Linked DNA regions of Triticum aestivum: regions 2 and 3 are each linked to region 1. A link is a contact called in public Hi-C data. All regions are on one chromosome and are shown on one strand. The core of a region is the stretch at or near the end of the contact, and the rest is flanking DNA. Distances in the headings are between cores, read along the strand shown.

The links. A called contact is a pair of places that touch in the nucleus more often than the background predicts.
Region 2: a Hi-C map of leaf shows a contact between it and region 1, with 4 times the contacts expected there. The contact joins the enhancer-like site here to the promoter of LOC123072138 in region 1. A contact is called at or near these places in 2 of 5 Hi-C or Micro-C datasets (both in leaf).
Region 3: a Hi-C map of leaf shows a contact between it and region 1, with 5 times the contacts expected there. The contact joins the promoter of LOC123066289 here to the promoter of LOC123072138 in region 1. A contact is called at or near these places in 2 of 5 Hi-C or Micro-C datasets (both in leaf).

Annotation. Positions count from the first base shown.
Region 1 is chr3B:743,909,625-743,912,270 of IWGSC CS RefSeq v2.1, forward strand. LOC123072138 (potassium transporter 5) reads left to right here and starts at 1,346. Exons shown (of 9, transcript XM_044495691.1): 1 at 1,346-1,542; 2 at 2,007-2,229. The coding sequence starts at 1,381. It overlaps LOC123072139 (a long non-coding RNA gene), which reads right to left. Exons shown (of 5, transcript XR_006434851.1): 2 at 1,374-1,592; 3 at 1,273-1,305; 4 at 253-693; 5 at 1-172.
Region 2 is chr3B:743,692,144-743,694,789 of IWGSC CS RefSeq v2.1, forward strand. No RefSeq gene overlaps it. Among protein-coding and RNA genes, the nearest start is that of LOC123072136, 16 kb to the right of the region's middle. Within about 2 kb of position 1,303, at least 1 of the 8 cell types and tissues checked has an H3K27ac peak or open chromatin away from gene starts, as enhancers often do. A contact at or near this core is called in leaf, where this site is marked.
Region 3 is chr3B:743,762,386-743,765,031 of IWGSC CS RefSeq v2.1, forward strand. It overlaps LOC123066289, which reads right to left and starts at 1,298. Exons shown (of 1, transcript XM_044489400.1): 1 at 1-1,298. The coding sequence starts at 1,059. The coding sequence ends at 238.

The DNA.
Region 1 (2,646 bases), core at 96-2,595:
TGCGCTTGATTGGTAATTAGCATCCCAAAAATGAACTATACTTACTGGTAAAACCACCATAAGCTACGCTGGCAGTGGAACATTGGCAGCACAGCAGCGATGCTGCGGCGTTTACTTGCTCGCTCCTAATCCACTGCCCATGCCACACGCACCGGAGACTGACTGACTAAGCCTGGAAAGTTTTGGCAGGAGGAGAAGCAGCCAAGTTCAAGCAACAATCGACGTGCGAAAAACCCAAGACATAGTACGTACCTCGGTGATGTGATCAGATCACGCGCATGTGCATGCGGTCAAAAGAGCCAGGCCACTTTGGCGAGGCAAGTGGCCTATCACTTGGGATGCCACCATCAGGACGACCGTTCTCCGGGAAGATCCTGCGTGCGCGAGAAAGCATGCATACATGATACGGAGTACATGGTCAGTCAGTGTGTCCGGTCAAGCCCGCCTTCCGGCTTGGGAGAATCGCATCGCAATTCGCACGAAAGGGAGTTGAAACCACCGGGCGGGCCTGCTGTTGCCTTGTCGTCTTCCGCTCGCCTAGAACGGCTGCTCGAGTCGGGCGCACGGCACCGCGGGTCAATCCTTTTGCCTGCCGGTTTGGGCCGTCTGTTACACACTGTTCAAAGCCCTTGACGGGTCTGATGGTGAGATGGCATGTGTGGCTGGCTTCTGGTTGAGACGTCACAGGGCCTGCTAAACGGGTTGCAAAAATCAAGTTTAGAACAGTAAACATTTGCTAATGCAGTGCAACCATGTTGTTAGAACTTAGAACAGATTTTTTTTTTCTGAAACAAAGTTTTCACCAGATAATATCAGCACAGAGTTCGATGAGCAGTTAAATCCGTGTTCATAGAGTTCTTTTTTCATCTGAGACATGGTGATTAGTTCATGATGTCCATCTAAGTGCCCATATTCTAACTTTCTAACCATATTCAACATTGAAATTTTCTTTACACTGCCACGAAGTAAGCAGAGATAAACTGCAAATGAAACACGCTCACAAGTCACAGGTGACAAGAGAAGCTCATGCAGAAAAGTCACCGTGCCATCCCCCGTAGCCACCTTCCCTGGTTACCTTACTGTTCAAGATCACAAGATTCCCGACTACGGCGTAGAAAGACGGCTAGGGTGAGACCGACTAAAGCAAACGATAACAATATTTGACTTCACCAACATTCAGTGAGAAGCCTGTTGGTTGCACGAGGATCCCACATTCATACCCCAGCACCACAGGTTCAGATCACACGCGGTTTACAGAGAAAAGTAACGAACCTGTTGTCATGCCTGGGCCCACCCGGTGTGTGCCTATAAAAGCAAGTCATTGTTAAACAATAACACAGAAGGCCGGTAAGAGTGAGAGATCATCATCGTACCTCCACGATGGCTGAGCCTCTGAAAACAAACGGCAATGGGGCTGCTGAAGCGGGCTCTGCGTTTGCGTCGGTGAAGGTGCCGCCGTCGCCCCCGAGGAGGCTGCAGAGGTTCGACTCCCTGCATATGGAGGCCGGGAAGATTCCTGGTGGCTATAGCTATGCAGCCAAGGTCTGTTCTTCCCTTGCTCTCTTCCTCGGTTCAACAGAAATCTTCATTTCCTTACAATACAAGCAAGGGAGCTGCATCAACATTTTCTGGTTCCTGTTATGATGGGGTGCTTTCTCATGAACTGCAAACAAGAAATCTCACAGAAAGATAACAGTATGCGCTTGTAATATTACAGACAGCACAGTTTTGTCAAGGAAGGCTGCTAAAAGTAACTAATGTATTATGATGTCATCCCATCATGGCAGACTTATCACTTAATTACGTGAAGTAACTAAACATAGCAGCTGCTTCAGCATCATGAGCTTGCAAAACCAAACAACCAACCATATTAATTAACTTCTGCTTTAACATCTTAAGCTTGCACAATCAAACAACTGAGAATATTAATAAGCTGCTTTACTTGAGGTGAATGTAATTTTTTGAAATCTGACTCTGATTTTCTACTCTTTCTTCCTGCAAAGCAGGTTGGCTGGGCGACGACACTGCACTTGGCCTTCCAGAGCCTAGGTGTGGTTTATGGGGACATGGGAACTTCGCCCCTCTATGTGTTTTCCAGCACCTTTACTGGTGGGATCAAGGACACAGATGACCTCCTTGGTGTCATGTCCCTGATTATCTACACTGTGCTTCTCCTTCCATTGATGAAATATTGTTTCATTGTCTTGAGAGCTAATGACAACGGCGATGGTAAGTAAATACCTTCCACTTATCTTCCTGACAGAAATTGCATGTTTACAGAGAAGACTTTTAAAAAACTAGAAAAGATTGTGCTGATTTTACAGCCAGTGTTTCTGTTAAAAAAAATATAGAAACGAATGGCCATAGGAGCAAAATATAGAAAAATAAATGGTAACATAAATATTCCAACAATCCCACTGCATTGGTTTAGACAGTATCTTACAGAGTACTGACAATCATTAGAAGTGCCAGGGTCTGAGCATTAGGCACTTAGTTCCATAAAAGAAAACCCAAAATATGTGATAAGAAGTACTCCCTCCGTCCCATAATATAAGAACGTTTTTCAAGCTTACATAGCTTGAAAAACGTTCTTATATTATGAGACAGAGGGAGTACTTAAGAGACCATATGCATGCAAACAATATT
Region 2 (2,646 bases), core at 53-2,552, 220 kb before region 1:
ACATTTTAGTTGTAGCGCGTTTCGGCAAACTGCACTGCTACTAAGGCTTGACCCGGGGGTGGTCGTGTGGCCCACTTAGCAGCAGCGCCTGGGCCGTGGATCCGCGCTACTGCTAAGTATTACCTGTAGCACACTCTTTGTACCCTCGCTGCTGCTAGTTAGCAGTAGCGCCTACTTTTAAGCCGCGCTACTGATAAGCCTCCACATATAAGGTTTTTCCTAGTAGTCAAGCTTTAACTGATTCCCATTATGTCTCTGATTATACATAGGACAAATAAAAACTCAAAGGATGTCAAGTGCTCAAAAGCAGTATCTCTATTTGTGCAGTTTGAGCCAACTGATGCATCTAAAGATATGATTTACAGAACTGAATTTTCAAAATTAAACATGTCCATAAGGTTGGAAATCGAACCTAAATGTGAACCCCATCTAGTGTCTCATGACTGCTTTAGTGCTATGATCTGATTCACCCCTTGCCCTGTCTCGATATGATCATTATCAATCAAGTGTGCAATCTCAGCAACCTGCATATCATGCAACTCATCATGTCACTTTGAACGGAGTCAACTATGCTGAAATAGAGAGAAGTTTCTGTAAAAAACTGGGATACATGTACCACGTCCCTAGATGTAGCAACATCGGCAAGTTCCAAAGTGATGTGAATAACAATGAACATAATATACACCCTCGTTGGCCACAAATATTTTGGACATCAAATAAATGCTTGGATAAAAGAGCAGGCAACTCTCCCTTGAGTGTTAATGATTCAGTGTTCCGCTCTTGTAAAATAGCTCAACAATCCTAAAAACCAATACCATTTCCTCCTTTTTTAGCATCACATGTTTCATCCACCAGAATAGAGATCTTTGAATCCCCAATTTCCTTACGGACATGCTTCGTAACTTTCATTGCATCAATACTTAAGGTCTCCTTTTGAATCTCATGTGACGTGTATTTACAACATTTTGAAGCATTATTCAAACAACAACAACAACAACAACAACAACAACAACAACAATGTTAGGATTGAACTTTGCAAGAAGCTTTAGCATTTCAACAAAATTCTCTCTATTTCTTGACTGGGATGTCTCCTTATGGCCTCTAAAAGCACAAGACTGAAAGGTGAGCTGCTTAAAAGTTGCAATTGATGTTCTCAACCGTAGAAGGAGCTTATCGATAGGATCCGGGCTCGCCGGCCGATGTTGAAGAGACACAACCGGAGGGCACATGAGCTCCACGCTGCTGCTCCCAAGAGGTTGCCAACGCAACACGCCATCACCGTCGAGACCTATGATAGGGTCAAGGGTTTTCACCGTGACGTGTCCAACTCCGACTGTCCTTCCACACCGAATGGGCTGCGACCTCCGGCGTTGTTGTACACGGCCTTAACTCTCCTGGGCTTGGGTCCTTTAACCAGGCTGATTGTCGGCATGGACCTAACCGCTCGCCACAATTTTTATCTTTTATGGCTGGGTGGGAATTCCCTCGTCTGTATCTATTTCAAAATTTTGCACAGTTTGCCCCCCTTCTCTTCTTCTTTTGAGCTCAGTTTGTGTCGGTGTCAAAACCGGCGGATCTCGGGTAGGGGGTCCCGAACTGTGCGTCTAGGCGGATGGTAACAGGAGACAAGGGACACGATGTTATACCCAGGTTCGGGCCCTCTTGATGGAGGTAAAACCCTACGTCCTGCTTGATTAATATTGATGATGTGTGTTACAAGAGTGGATCTACCACGAGATCAAGGAGGCTAAACCCTAGAAGCTAGCCTATGGTATGATTGTTGTTCGTCCTATGGACTACAACCATCCGGTTTATATAGACACCAGAGAGGGCTAGGGTTACACAAAGTCAGTTACAAAGGTAGGAGATCTACATATCCATATCGCCAAGCTTGCCTTCCACGCCAAGGAAAGTCCCATCTGGACACGGGGCGAAGTCTTCAATCTTGTATCTTCATGGTCTTGGAGTCCGGCCGATGATGATAGTTCGGCTATCCGGACACCCCCTAGTCCGGAACTCCCTCAGTAGCCCCTGAACCAGGCTTCAATGACGACGAGTCCGGCGCGCATATCGTCTTCGGCATTGCAAGGCGGGTTCCTCCTTCGAATAATTTATAGAAGATTGTGAACACCAGGTTAGTGTCCGGCTCTGCAAAACTAAATTCCACGTACCACCGTAGAGAGAATAATGTTGCACAAGATCGATCTACTGACGTATTCTATGGCGTGACGTCACACCACTTCCAAGCCTTTACTCGAATTGTTTTTATTGTTCCACCTCAGCGCGTTTAGCGAAGCGGTTTCCTTGGCACGTCTTGTCGAAGCAGAGATCGTGTTCCCCTTATTCCGGGATTCTCATCAATACGGACGTGGGTAACCCAACCGCGCCCGTTGCCACGCCCCCTCCATCGAAGGCGGGTTCCCAACGGTCACGGGGACGACTCTTGGTATTCTTCCTCTTTATAATGAGACCAAGGCCCGTTCTTTTTATTCAATCCTCTATTGAATCCGCCCCTCTCCCCGAGTTCCAACACCCAGGGCTCCAAATTCGGGTACCTTCGATCTTCGACAATGTCCGGTCCTGACCTACGAGGCCGGTGGATGCCCTCCTCCGTCACGGAAGAGGACGTGCTAAAGCTGAGAGATG
Region 3 (2,646 bases), core at 48-2,547, 150 kb before region 1:
GACCATAGCAGCGCACTGCACGCATACACACACCGCACTGCAATCATTTTTCAAAAGAAGTGAGACCACCGCATCTGACAATACATTTTTGTCATCTAAAAAAACAGATGACTGAGGGGGTGGACTGCACGCATACACACACCGCATTTTGCAAGCATACACACAATGAGCTGCATAGTTTCTTTTTACATTATCTCCACTGATATAACTCACAACCTTCTATAGCAACGAACTACACTATTTTTTCAGATGAGCTGCGTCGACGAGGCGTACTGCATCTAAAAAGAAATGGACTTCTCCATGGATTTTCACAATGAACTGCAAAAAATATTCAGTGAGCTTCAAAACATATTCAAAGGAGCTGCAACCGTCGGGGGAAGCAGTAGCAAACAGGGAGGAGCTCATCGAGGGGGAGGGGAACCAGATCGATGCTGGTTGGGAGCGGCACCCGATAGGAGAACTTCTCCTTCCTCCTCTATGCTCGTGGCCTAGCCCGCTGGTGAGGGTGCATCCAGTGGGGAAGTCAAGGGCGCGGCGCCGGCGGTGGTGGCCCGGAGCACCCCTTCGTGGAGGTGGTGGCCGCGTGTGGCCGGTGGTGGCGGCCCGGAGCCCCTCTGCCTCCCCTGGACGGATCTGGTGGTGGGGCCGCAACACGGAATCCAAACCACGGGGTAGGGGGGAGAAAGAAGTGGGCTTGGGCAGGGCCAGGGCGCCGGCGCCGGCGACAAAGGAAGTAGGGTCGGCGAGGTGGGGCTGACTGGGGAACACGCGTGGGGGATCCACGAATCCAGTGGATCCAGGCGCGGTGGAGGCCGGATCCGACGATCGCCAACGTCCACGGCCACTAGAGGGGAGGGAAGGGCAGCAGTGGGAAGCCGGGCAGGTGCGGGAGAGGGAGGTAGAGGAGGATTGCACGGAGGAGCTCCGGTAGTGGTCATAGGGGGGCAGTGGCCGCCGGATCCGATGGAGGGGGCCTCGTTGGGGGCCAGTGGCGGCCGGATCCCGCCATCGCCGCGGAGTGCGCCGGCAGTTGGGAGGGCGCTGGCCCGAACCGGCCATGTTGGAGGAAGGAGGCGGGGTGGGGCAGGGCCCCGATGGAGCTGGAGGAAGGAGGAGGCACTGCAGTTGGGTCGTCGGTGGTCGGTGGTGGGAGAACCGCCGCGGGGTAGGAAGTGGTCGGGGGTGCGGTGTCCTGACCCGCGGGGCTGGCGCAGATCTGACGCATGGTAGGTGCGGGAGGACCGACTGGGGTGGGGGGGAAGAAGGTGGAGAGGAGAGGTCGTGGGAGGAGAGGAAAGAGTGGGTGGGGTGGATCGGCTCGGCTGGCTCTGTCGGTTAGGGTGGTGTGCAGAATAAAATTTTGTGTGTGTAGAATAAGGTCTTAAGAGGGTGTTATTAGAATAGACCCACCCTTTCAACCATTTCAATCTTGTGTATAAAGAAATAATTGACACAGTGAGGCTGATAGTTAGATTCATTTTTGTTTACTTTTGTATGGTCGAAAATATCGTTGTTTAGCTTCTTTAATTGGTCACTTTTCTTTAATTTTGCAAAGAAACACGTCATCAGGCTGTCCACATCGAGTTAATTCTCTGTCTCATATTGCACTACAACCAACAATCTAATGAACCAGAATTAATGTGGGCCATCTTTTGGTTGATAACTACATGATTCAACTGCCATAAGTTTTGCGTAACAGAACAACGAATTACTATTTTTATTTTCAACCCAATTAGTTAACTCATATGTATACGATCTCCAAGTTTAGTCTACATGGTACTTTAAGGTTCAATTTTAGTACACTTTCAGAAGACTGTTTCACCATGGATTCTAGCATTTGACATTGCTTCTAGGAAGTTCTTAGGCTATAGTCCAGTGCAAATAGTGTATAAACTCTTACTGGCACTCTTTCCTTGAAGTTACGGGTGTACCATTGTTTTCCTTGAAGCGACTCCAAACTCAGCATGCACCTTAAAGTTTGACTCAATACATCATGTTTCTTCTGAAATTCGAACAACCACTTTGGTATTTTAATAATAATTAACAGATTTTATTGATGCCTCATCTTTCAAATATGTGATACAAACTTGCCCATGTGAGATTGTGGTAGATTTATTAGAGTGGTATTTTCTCTGCGTTTACTCCAGGTGGCAGAAAAGTTTATTCCAGTTAGCAAAAAATGCATATCTGATTCCATTGCTCACGTAGGCCACCATAGGATAAGCAGATCAAAGGAAATGATGTGCCTATAGTATCCCACTAGTAGAAACATGGCTTTGGTCCAATCAGGGAAAGCCCATTAATCTCGGTTCACTCATGAACCGGGACCCATGGAGGCATAGGTCCCGGTTCGTGAGGCCAGGGGGCCGGCCGGGCCGCGTGGGGCATGTTGGAAATATGCCCTAGAGGCAATAATAAAAGGATTATTATTATATTTCCCTTTTCATGATAATTGTCTTTTATTCATGCTATAATTGTATTATCTGAAAATCGTAATACACGTGTGAATACATAGACCACAATATGTCCCTAGTGAGCCTCTAGTTGACTAGCTCGTTGATCAACAAATAGTCATGGTTTCCTGACTATGGACATTGGATGTCATTGATAACGGGATCACATCATTAGGAGAATGATGTGATGGAC